Linked DNA regions of Bos taurus: region 2 is linked to region 1. A link is a contact called in public Hi-C data. All regions are on one chromosome and are shown on one strand. Each heading gives the region's core, a stretch centred on a gene start, on an enhancer-like site or on the middle of the called end of the contact. The rest is flanking DNA. Distances are from core to core; before and after follow the strand shown. Region 1 holds the start of ANKRD1 (ankyrin repeat domain 1). Region 2 has its middle 42 kb from the start of ANKRD1.

Region 1 (5,613 bases), core at 2,979-5,478:
TCTTGGGTCATACATGGAAGGTTCTGTCATCTGATTGGGCTAGCAAATTAGCTAAAGTCTACTGCTAGAATGACTTCATTTTCCAGGCACTGTCTTAGAGTGTAATGGGTAGGGGCCACTTTCAGAAAGTTTACAGAACAGTCGTGTGGCTGTGTATACCTGTTAGCTGACACAATCCATAAGCGGGGCAGAATTTGGCTACAGACATAATTTATAGCAAGGCACCTGCTGCTGTAAGGTATGGGGAAGAGACCTACTGCTGCTGCTAAGTTGCTTCAGTCGTGTCCGACTCTGTGCGAACCCACAGACCACAGCCCACCAGGCTCCCCCATCCCTGGAATTCTCCAGGCAAGAATACTGGAGTGGGTTGCCATTTCCTTCTCCAATGCATGAAAGTGAAAAGTGAAAGTGAAGTCACTCAGTCGTGTCTGACTCTTCGTGACCCCATGGGCTGCAGCCCACCAGGCTCCCCCACCCAAGGGATTTTCCAGGCAAGAGTATTGGAGTGGGGTGCCATTGCCTTCTCCTACAGCCTTCACCCATCTCTACCAAAGGAAACTGCTGATATTTGCAAAAAGGCAGCTTGAAACTGGGTTGCTTACAACCCAGTGTGTATGCAATTTTTATTCAGAGCTCTGGATACAGGAGGACCTTGGTCTTGAGTCTATCCTTTGAGAGGAGAGGAAGGCAGATGCCTTCTGCTCAAAATGTTCCCAGTACTGCTCAAAATGTTCCCAGCATGTGTAGCTTTTCAAATACAGGTGATTTCATCCTTGGTTGGCAGGGAAGGGAAGGAACCTTGAACCTTGTTTGCTTCAATTCTATGACCTCCCTCTGGTATTTTTGAGTGTGTAACTGAACCTAGGCTTGGCTGGAGGGATACTTGGATTCCTAGTAGGGCCAAGTCAGCCATTTCTCAGAGCCAAGAGAGGTGAGGAGCAGCTGGGACTGGGAAGGCAATTAGGAGGGATGGGAAAATGAGCAGTTACAAGTGCAACAGCAGAACAAGGTGGCTTCCAGTCAGAGTCTGGCGACAGTCCTTAGAGTCCTTCCTGTTTGTATCAAGGTGGGTGTTCCGAGGGCAAGAAGTGTTAATAACCATACCATTTTGTGTGCTATAAAATACCTTGGATTGTAGCAAATAAGAGACCATTTTGGAAAACAGCCTAAATGTCTATAAATAGGAGACTGGTTAAATAAGCAAGGGTATGTCCACACACAGAAATCCACGTGGTGGTTGAAGATAATGAGACAGACTCATCCGTGCTGGTAGAAGATAATCTTTAAGACACATGATCAAGAGAAACACATCAAGTACCAAATCAGCACTCAGCAAGATTACAATTAAGCAACCTTCTTCTCTCTGCATTGTTTTAATTTTAACAACATATTTGTATGTTACTTACATAGTCAAGAAAACAGTAAAAATAAAAAGTCTGAGTAAAATGTAAAAATAAGTGTAAAATGTCCTAAAATTTGGCAAGACAAAATTGTCCTTGGAGCTGAGCTATACGGCACATGAACCCTGGTGGTGCTGGGGCACGTCTCTCAAACCCTGGGTGACAATAATAAACGCTTTAGACTCCACTTCTCTGCCCCTCAGTTTCCTTACCTGTAAATAGGATTATAATCCTGGTCGCATTGAAATGCACAAATCCTGAGAGGAAGGAGAAAAAGCTCTTAAGATGACTCTGGCCAGTCTCAGGGACCATTTCCTTGCTCATTCTATTTGACACTGGGTTGCTAAATCATTCTAGAACCAATTTGTCTTAATTCGTCTTGATAAGGAAAGGTTATGCTTAGTTTGAGGTTGTGATCAAGTCAAATGTACAAATTTCAGAACTTACTCCACTATGGGAACTTTCATGGAAAGGAAGCTCCTTAAAAGCAAGTCACAGAAAACTCTCCTCCAGTTGCGAAGTTTGGTTCTCAATTTTGATGAATAGGAATGATTTGAAAATACAGTTTCATCTGATCTGTTGTTAGGGAGCTATGTGTATCTAGAAGCTCTTTTGAAAAGCAAAATCTTCTCATGTTTTACAATGACCAATGGGATCAATACTGGAAGCGGCGAGTGGAGAGGCAGGTAGAATTTACTCACCTGATGATACCCAGGGATCTGGCCAGCAGGCTCCTTTCTCTAAGTTCTGCCCATCCCATCAAGCCTTCCTCAAGCGTCATCCTCTGCAGTTTTCTGTAGACCTATTGGACTCTCCTGCGTAAAACCAGCCAGGTTTGAGGGGATAATTAAATGACCAGAGGAAGAAATAGGCTTGGTGTACCATCCCACCCACTTTGACTTGCTTTTTTTTTTTTTTTTTTGAGGTGTCCTGAACATGGAAGGACCTTTTAATAGGTCTTGGTTGGGCCCTGAGTGGGTCTAGGTTTGAACTACTCTGAAAATGTGCTCTGACCTCAATGATTCTCTGCTTCTGATGGACGGAATCCAAACTCTTCAACCTAGCATCCAGCAACCAGCTGTGCGTCTGCAGCCAGTGACTTGTCACGTTTCTGCGCCTCCGTGCCCTCTCTGTAGAATGAAAGCACTGGCCTTGCTTGAACTTTGAGGGCATTACCAGCTCTGGGATTCAATATCCAAGACGCTTCAACAACCGGTGACCCTTCCCTCAAGGAGATCTGCTAAGGCTCCCCGCAGTTTGGGTCAGGCCTGGAACAAAGAGACTAAGATAAGAAACGGTAGGAAAAGTTTAATGGCTACTTCTTATTTAAAGAAACCAGTGAAAATGGTCATCGCTGTCTCCACCTCAAAGAAAACACCAGGAAATTTCATTTTCGTAAAACCCCTTTTAGGATAGAACATTAGGAGACTAGAACAGATACCCGGGTAATTGGGAGGATCCCTCTTTGTCAGCACTTTGGTCGGGGGGCAGGTGGGGGGTGTCAGTGTGTCATTCTGAAAATTTCAGCAAAACCACCCCCAGGCTGATCAGGGGAAAGAAGAGATTGGCAGCCATGTGTGCTGAGTGGGGTGCATTTGAGGGAGTGATGGACACAGAAGGTCAACAGAACATCTAATGAACACACTTCTCCATTCACACTCTCTTTCTCTCACTCTCCCCTCCTTTCTTTTACTGAAAAAAAAAAAAATTTTTTTTAAATGGCTTTGGAGATAGTAATTCTAGTTTCTCCTTGGACTGTAAAGAGACAGTAAACATTTTTACATAATTTAACACTTCAGAGATGAGAAACCAGGATCAGAGGTCTTTTTTCACTCCAACCCAAACAAAGCTCTTTGTTCCTCTGGCAACCTGTCTCAAACCTTCATCAGAATTACTCGAGTGCTTTGAAAAACACAGACTCCTAGGACTCAGCCATAAATTGACACAGAACGCCCCAGAGTGGGGCCCAGGGACCTGCAGTTTTCACCAGCTCCGGCAGGTGTCTTTTCTCCACAGCAACTGAGAACTGTGGCTCAATGACCTGATCAAGGTCATACTGTTAACTAACAATCGGCCTCATATAATCTATCTCAGGACATTTTGAAACTTTTTTGAATAAAAAGTGTTCCAGTAAGTATGCTGTTTTAGAAGACAGTAAGCATGTCATGTGCTAATTATGGCCTGTGACACCGTGAAATAAAACTGTATTACTGAATGCTTTCAATTTCTTATAATGATGGTAAGGTGGCCTGTCATGGGGCCTTTTTAGCCCTCGACATCACTCCAGAGGATTCCAAACAGATATAGACAAGGGCCATTAGGACCTGAGTCCTTTCCTCTCGGGCTGTTTACCCACGGGAATAGGATGTCCTAAAGCAACACTTCCCCCAAGTGACGTGTTGATAAGTCTGGTTATCAGAAAGATATTACTGGCGGTGTGATACGCAGGGCATTTACATTTTCTTGATAGGGTTAGTCATATGAAAGCTGACAAAGAAGGAAAAGGAGCAGCGGTGTGGCGCAATGTCAACAGACAGCTGTCCTCTGGCTCCCCGATAAATAGGATGACTTGCATTGCTGAGCGGTGTGGTCACTGCCAAAGGAATGGCCCTCTCACATTTCTTCCTGATTCACATATTCAGTGGGGTTACTTATCATCCCCTCCCTCCCCTGCTTCCCAGACACTGAGTCTGAAATGAAAAATTCACCTGCCTCTGAGTTGGCCCCAAGAGGGAGGGGGGGCAGGGGTGTTACTTGGGTTCCCAGGTTGGAAGATTATCTCACCCAGCTCTAGCTATATAAGCTCACTGGAGCAGATGGGCTCCCCAGGGCAACTCAAGGGTTCATTCCTCAGGAGGAAAACAGACTGACGAACTTCGGGTCAACATGATGGTTCTGAAGGTAGAAGAGCTGGTATGTAAAGCACATTATTTTTATGCAGTGAAAAATGGTGCAGCCTTGACTTTTATTTGAAAATTGAAATGCTCTTTTCTTTCAGGCATAATGCACAGGTATTCTGAAAAATGTCATATGTGGAAAATGGTTGATTTATGTGATGGAATAAGTAAAATTAGAAAAAAAGGAGCTGGCAGTAATAAATTCTCTACATATTCCCTATTTATTATCTTCTCCTTTGGTTTTATCACTAAAGTGTGGAATCATGTACAGTAATCAAAATGCCTTAGGGGAGAAGTTCTATTGCAACAATATATATCTGGAAACCACAGGAAGGCAAGGGATCATCAAAAGTACTGAAAAATGAAAGAATTTTAAAATCATCAGTGGGGATGGGGGGAAGAGGTTGGGATTTTCTTAGGAGAAATGTGATTAAGTGGATTAAAAGCAGATTTAAACACATCAACCTAACCTAAACCTTGATTTAACCAATAGAAGAGAACAAGTATCTAAAGGTATTCCTGGAACACTGGGGCAGCGCATCACAGCCTGAGCTCTGAGAGTGCATTGCTCTGAAGCCACTGTCAGCAGGGAGGAAGGGCCCAGGGACCTCCTGCAGCATCCTTTATGGAGAAGGACCCCAGGACGGACTCTGTTATTCTGACCCGGCCACCTTCTTCCCTTGTAGGTTACAGGGAAGAAGAAAGGCAATGGGGATGCTGGGGAGTTCCTTCCTGAGGACTTCAGAGATGGAGAATATGAAGCTGCTGTCACTTTAGAGAAGCAAGAAGACCTGAAAACACTTCCGGTCCACTTTGTCAGCCTGGGGGAGCAACAGTGGAAAACTGAGAAACAGCGAGAGGCAGAGGTAAGGGCCTTCTGGGAGGTTCACTAGTGGGAGGTTGGGGAGGGCGTAGAGGACACAGGTGCCAGATAGCAAGGAGAAAAGAGAGAAACCAAATAAATGCAACCATCCCAAAGGTATTTCTTTATCAATTTCTAACTTACAAAGAAGCAACTTCTATGGAACAGGTTGTAGAAAATAATTCTTTGGCAAGACTATGACCTCTGGATTCCAAATCAATCACCGAATGGTTTTTGACTGTTTTGACTGAAAGACTTGGAAAGAGAAAAGTGTCCAGTGAATTTCTGATGTCTTATATAGTCTAATTAATCCCAAGGAAGGGAGCCTTTTTTTCCCTCAGTAATGTGGTTTGTGGTTCATGGATCATTGTTTGACTGTGGCAACTTTTCGTGTTGAGAAAATGTGTTGCTGGGTGAATTTTCATTACTTACTAACCACAGATGTAGTCCCCAG
Region 2 (5,594 bases), core at 533-3,032, 43 kb before region 1:
ATATGAGGAAATTATATTGGGGAAAATGTAAGGAATTATTTAAGGAAAACACCTGTATAGTCAGGCAGTTATAGACTGACCAGACTGCTGTCAGAAAGAGCTTCTCTTTGCAAATGGACATTATTTCTGGGGTTCACTTGATGGTTTTCCCACTTTATTACACATACAGAAGTGTGGTGCATTGGTTTATGAGTGGGATACATATCACCACTTTTCTGGCTAGCTTGTCAGATTAGAGATCTTACTCAGTTCCAGTGTCTATTGAAGAGTACTAAAAGTTAAGGACTTCCCCGGTGGTACAGTAGGTAAGAATCCACCTGCCAATGCAGGGCACGTGGGTTCGATCCCCGGTCTGGGAAGATTCTACTTGCCACAGAGCAACGAAGCCTGTGCGCCACAGCTGCTGAATGTACTGCAGCTACTGAAGCCCATGCACCAGAGCATGTGCTCTGCAACAAGAGAAGCCACCGCAGCGAGAAGCCTGTGCACTGCAGCAGAGCTGTCCCCTCTCACCACTACTAGAGAAGGCCCAAGTACAGCAACGAAGACCCAGTGGAACCGGAAGAAAATTAATTAATTTTAAAAAGAGTATTAGAGTTAAGTTTGCCTATGTTAAAAATGATTAAAACCATGGTTAGATAATTCCATGTTTGGGAATTTACTCTTAGCAACCCCATGGACTGCAGCCTACCAGGCTCCTCCGTCCATGGGATTTTCCAGGCAAGAGTACGGGAGTAGGGTGCCATTGCCTTCTCCGATATACAGGTGAGAAATGAAACATATTAGAGGTTCTTTAGTGTTTGGGATAGTAAAAGGGTAGAAACATCTAGATTTGCACTCTAAATGAGGACTAATTAAATCAACTGTGAGCCATCCATGCATGGCAAAATAGGTAGCTATGAATGCTGGAACTCTGATATGCTGATCTGAAATGCTCCTCAATAAATTTCATTAAGCTGAAAAAGCAAACTGTAGAGCAGTGTAAGTTTGATACCATTTGTGTCAAAAAAAACCCACTTTTTTATAAGTATTTGCTTGTGTCTGCATAAAATATCTCTGAAAGAATACCAAAATGCTGGTATTTATTGTTTGCCTCTGGAGAAGAAAATGAATTGGCTCAGAAAGACAGAAGAGGTGCCATTTCGTTTTTTAAATTTAAAATCTTGTGAATATATTAACTGTTCAAAATAAAGCAAAACAAAAACTAGGATTAGATTCACTTTGTCCATTTGTTTGCTTTACAACAGTAAAAACATACATAACTAAAATTTACCATTTTAACCATTTTTTAGTGAATGGTTCAGTGGTTTTAAATACATTTATATTGTTGTGGAACCATCACCATCATGTCCAGAACTTTTAGATCCAATTTACTTTTAATTCAGAGCTTCTGTACATTTCCATAAAGGACAAGAAACTTGTATTCCTTCCCCAGGAACAGAAAGCATCAGTGGAAGGTTTTTCTGAAGACTTTCCAACTCTTTACTCCTCCTCCCCAAGGGTAGATGAATGAATAAGCTGATTGATGATTTGGGAGAAGACTGAAATTCAGCCTTCTCTGGATATTCTCTTTCACAGTAGCCTGCCTCAGGACATGCACATTTTCTGCTGCACTGACAAGTAAACTCACTTAGGTAGACCTTGCCCCTCCCCAAGAAGGCCTGCAGTTGGGTGAGGCTCAGAAAGATATGTCTTAATTTGTCTGAGACTGATATTTACCAATCAGCCTGCTAGAAAAGGAGTTGGCTGCAAAGATCTCAGGAAGCAATTTACAGCCCCGGGCTGAAAGCAGCCAGTCCTAGGTAATCTCTAGGCTTGGATGCAGCCTCCAGAACAGGCCAGGAGAAAGGTCCTGAATCCTGGGCTGCTACAGCTGCAGAGGCAAAGCCTGAACCCACCCCTCCCCAACACCCAAGAGCCAATTATTCAAAGGGAAGGGCCAGAGTCAGGCTTCTACTATACTAGAAACTTGTGTTGTAGTCTGACCACCAAATACTCCAGAGGACGGCTTGGTGTTTTCTTAATAGTGTAAATGAAAGTGTTAGTCGCTCAGTAGTGTCCAACTCTTTGTGACCCCATGGACAGAGGAGCCTGGCGGGCTACTGTCCACCAGGCTCCTCTGTGCATTCTCTTCTCCAGGGGATCTTCCTGACCCAGGGATCAAACCCAGGTCTCTTGCGTTGCAGGCAGATTCTCAACCATATGAGTCACCAGGGAAGCCTGTTTCCTTAAAAAACATATCTTTAAAAGTTCACAGCCTAAGAGTCAGGGTCTGTTTTCCTGGAATCTGACATCTGGCCCACTGATCATGCCTAGAAGGCAGAGGGCAGTGGGCACCCATGTCTTCTACGGCTTCTGTCTCTGTGTTTTCCTCCAAGGAATACTGCCCCTGCAGGGCTGGTGCATCTGCTGTCTGGTCATTTGCCGTCATTTGCATGCAACATCCAAGTCAGTGCTGGTGACAATGGGCTGATATTTTCGTATTTTGACCCCTATGTCTAAATCTCTATCCATTTCAAATTTGGAAGAGGGATATGGAATTGCTTTATATGACCTACTTAAACCCTAACACTTTTTATTAAATTGCTGAAGTACGATTTTTGGCCACTGGCTTCTGTAGAATCTCTCCCAGTTATTTCAGAGAATCCCTTACAGGGTATCTGATGTCTCGTGTCTAATAACATCCTTGGAAAACCACCAAGCTCCCACCCTGCTGCCCATGGCCCCAGGGATCGCTGTGCTGTGGCACGTGGCAGTTTTGTATAATGCTTTCATCACACTGGCCTCTGAGAAAGGCCCTGTTCTGCCCTTCCTCATTAGGACCCAAACATGTTCCAGCGCATTCTTCTTTCCCCACTACCTTGCTTAGCCTGAACTTGACTTAAGGCTGGGGGAAGCACAGGAAGAAGACTGAGACTTTCCTCAACCTGAGGGGACTAAGAGATATGGTTTCTCTGAATATACAGGCTGATATACTGACTTATAGTTGTTTAAAATTTGACCTGCCTACAAAGCAGTCATCACACCCATCTGTGGAAGTACTCAAAGCATGCAGACCCATCACCCAAGTCCCAGTGAATGAAAGGAATTTCTCCTCTTCTCTAGTCTAAGATCAACCTTCCCAATCCTTATTTCCTGTTCTACGATCTAGCTCTTCCCTGGGTGATTGACAGCAATGATATTCATTCCTTTCAAGAGAAACATAGCTTTCCTCTGCAGGAGGATTTCTGGACAACCACATCATAATACAGTACTCTTATAATAGTACTTTCTGGGCTAATCGATCTTCATTGATATGATGGGCAGGAGACAGAAGTTCAGACCAGGTTAAATCCTGCCAAACTCAAACCAGTCCCCTTGGTAAGGTGAAGTCATTTTCCACTCACCATTCCCACCCTTCTGCCTTTGGCCTCCTATGAACATTGCCTGAACAAGAACACATCCATCCAAATAGAACACAAGCATCTGCCAGTGGGTGTAAGAAACCATTTTTCTGAGGGAAATATCTGCAGAGATGCAACTCTTTCTGCACCCTCAGCAGTAACCTGTTCCCTTGTCTTACAGAGGAGCTTAGCCTCTGGAGTTAATACCATCTTCATTTTAGACAGCCACACATTTTACACTTTTGTAGTATAAAGACCCATTCAGATGGCTTCCCAAGAAACAGAAGTCTGTACTTTTTTAAGTTTCTACTTTTTGAGTGACATGAAACTAGTAGTGGTTTTAAAATTTCAGTTTTTCCAGGTTGTATTCATTAAGACTTCAAATAAAAGTCACAGCCTGGGCACCACATACATGCTGCTAATTTCAGCTGGAATCCAAACTCCTTAGCACAACCTTCAAGGCACAGCACACTTGGGCCTCTCTCACCAACACACATGAATGTATCTCCCCATAGTCTCAAACATGCATATCTCTGCCCAAGTTGGGGAAAAGTCTTCCCAGAAGATGCTACACTTACATCTTTATTCATGCCACACTCCCATGGAAAATCCTCCTGATCACTCACATCCTCCCTGCCCCACATCATTGGGTGAAGTCTTTTACTTCATTTGATGAAGTTTATTTCTACGTTTGGATTTCTGTAAGACTGCTCCCATTAGTCCACCCACCCACCTATCCAACAGGAGTGCCTCAGGGGCCTACTTGTGCCAGATGCCATATTGGCTCTATAGGGTTTCTGGAAATGGGTATCACAGGCTCATCCCTCAAAGAGCTTACAATTTTGTAGAAAAGTATACAAGCAGCAGACCACCCCTGTGGCTCAGTAGTAAGGAACCTGCCTGCCAATGCAGGAGACACAGGTTCGATCCCTGGGTTGGGAAGATTCCCTGGAGAAGGAAATGGCAACCCATTCTGGTATTCTTGTCTGGACAATCCTTTGGACAGATGAACCTGGCGGGCTATTGTCCATGGGTTCACAAAAGAGTCGGAAACGACTGAGTGACTAAGCAACAAAAACAGTACAAACAGCAAAGCCGTGTTGCCTTTCCACTCAAGAGCTATTTACGTTTCTTTTTTCACCTCAAATCTGCAACACTTTTTTCTCTTGTTCCTCATCCCCAGTAGTCAGAAGAGAAGAGCCCTTCTCTGACTCCAAATGTCCATGCTATACAGAGAAAATAGATGCGATCTGATGAGGACACCTCAGTGCCCAGCACCAGATCCATCCTCAACCTGCATTGGTAACCACACTCTCCACCATCCCTCCATCCTGGCTCTCACTTAAGCTAAATGTTTCCATCTGGACCCAGATTCCTCAGCAATTATCCCCATTCTTTCCTGCATCATCAGTTTTCTTTTCTACTGGTTCATTCCCATCCACACACAAATATGCCTGAATATCACACATTTAAAGTGAAAATCCAACTGCATTCCTTTGGGCCCATACTCCTCTAGCTACTGTTGCCTTCTTCTGCTCCCATCACAGCTACACTCTTTAATAGGGATGTCTCCAGGCATCTCCATAGCTTCCTCATCGTCCACACTCTTCCAAACTCTCCACACCCAGTTGTTCTTTATCCACCACTTTAGGGAAATGACTCTTGTCAGAGTTACCAGTGGCCAAAACCCTGGGCCAGCTCCATCTTTGTCTTTCTTGGCCTTGCAGCAGAGTTTGGCCTGACTGACCTCCCCATTTCCATGGAGTCATTTCCTCCAGGCCTCTGGGCTCCCACTTTCCTGGCTTCCCCACTCAGCTATTGCTGCCAAGCCTCTTCTCTTGAGTCTTTTTTTTTTTTTTTTAACTAAATATCTAAACATTGATGACCCGAGAGTTCTGTCAGGAACCTGCTTCTCTTCCATCTCTATAAACTCCTTCCCCAGCTAATTTCATAGACTCTTGGGCTTTAAACACCAGCTGTGCATTAATTATGCTCAATCTGATGTCTCCAACCCTGAATTCTTGAGCTCTAGACCTATTGATTCAATTGTCTAGCTCCATTTGGATGTCTAATGATCATTTCTAACTTAACCTAGGCTCATCCCTTCCAAAAAACAAAAAACAAAAACCACTACTGAGAACCCATCCAATACCACAGCCCCCAAAACAACAACAATCTTCTGCTCCCTGCCAAGACTTCCCCATCTTGTAA

The links. A called contact is a pair of places that touch in the nucleus more often than the background predicts.
Region 2: a Hi-C map of blastocyst shows a contact between it and region 1, with 2.3 times the contacts expected there. The contact joins the enhancer-like site here to the promoter of ANKRD1 in region 1. A contact is called at or near these places in 2 of 11 Hi-C or Micro-C datasets (blastocyst and liver).

Annotation. Positions count from the first base shown.
Region 1 is chr26:12,541,094-12,546,706 of ARS-UCD2.0, reverse strand. It overlaps ANKRD1 (ankyrin repeat domain 1), which reads left to right and starts at 4,228. Exons shown (of 9, transcript NM_001034378.2): 1 at 4,228-4,313; 2 at 4,984-5,163. The coding sequence starts at 4,287.
Region 2 is chr26:12,581,324-12,586,917 of ARS-UCD2.0, reverse strand. No RefSeq gene overlaps it. Among named protein-coding and RNA genes, the nearest start is that of ANKRD1, 42 kb to the right of the region's middle. Within about 2 kb of position 1,782, at least 6 of the 102 cell types and tissues checked have an H3K27ac peak or open chromatin away from gene starts, as enhancers often do. A contact at or near this core is called in blastocyst, where this site is marked.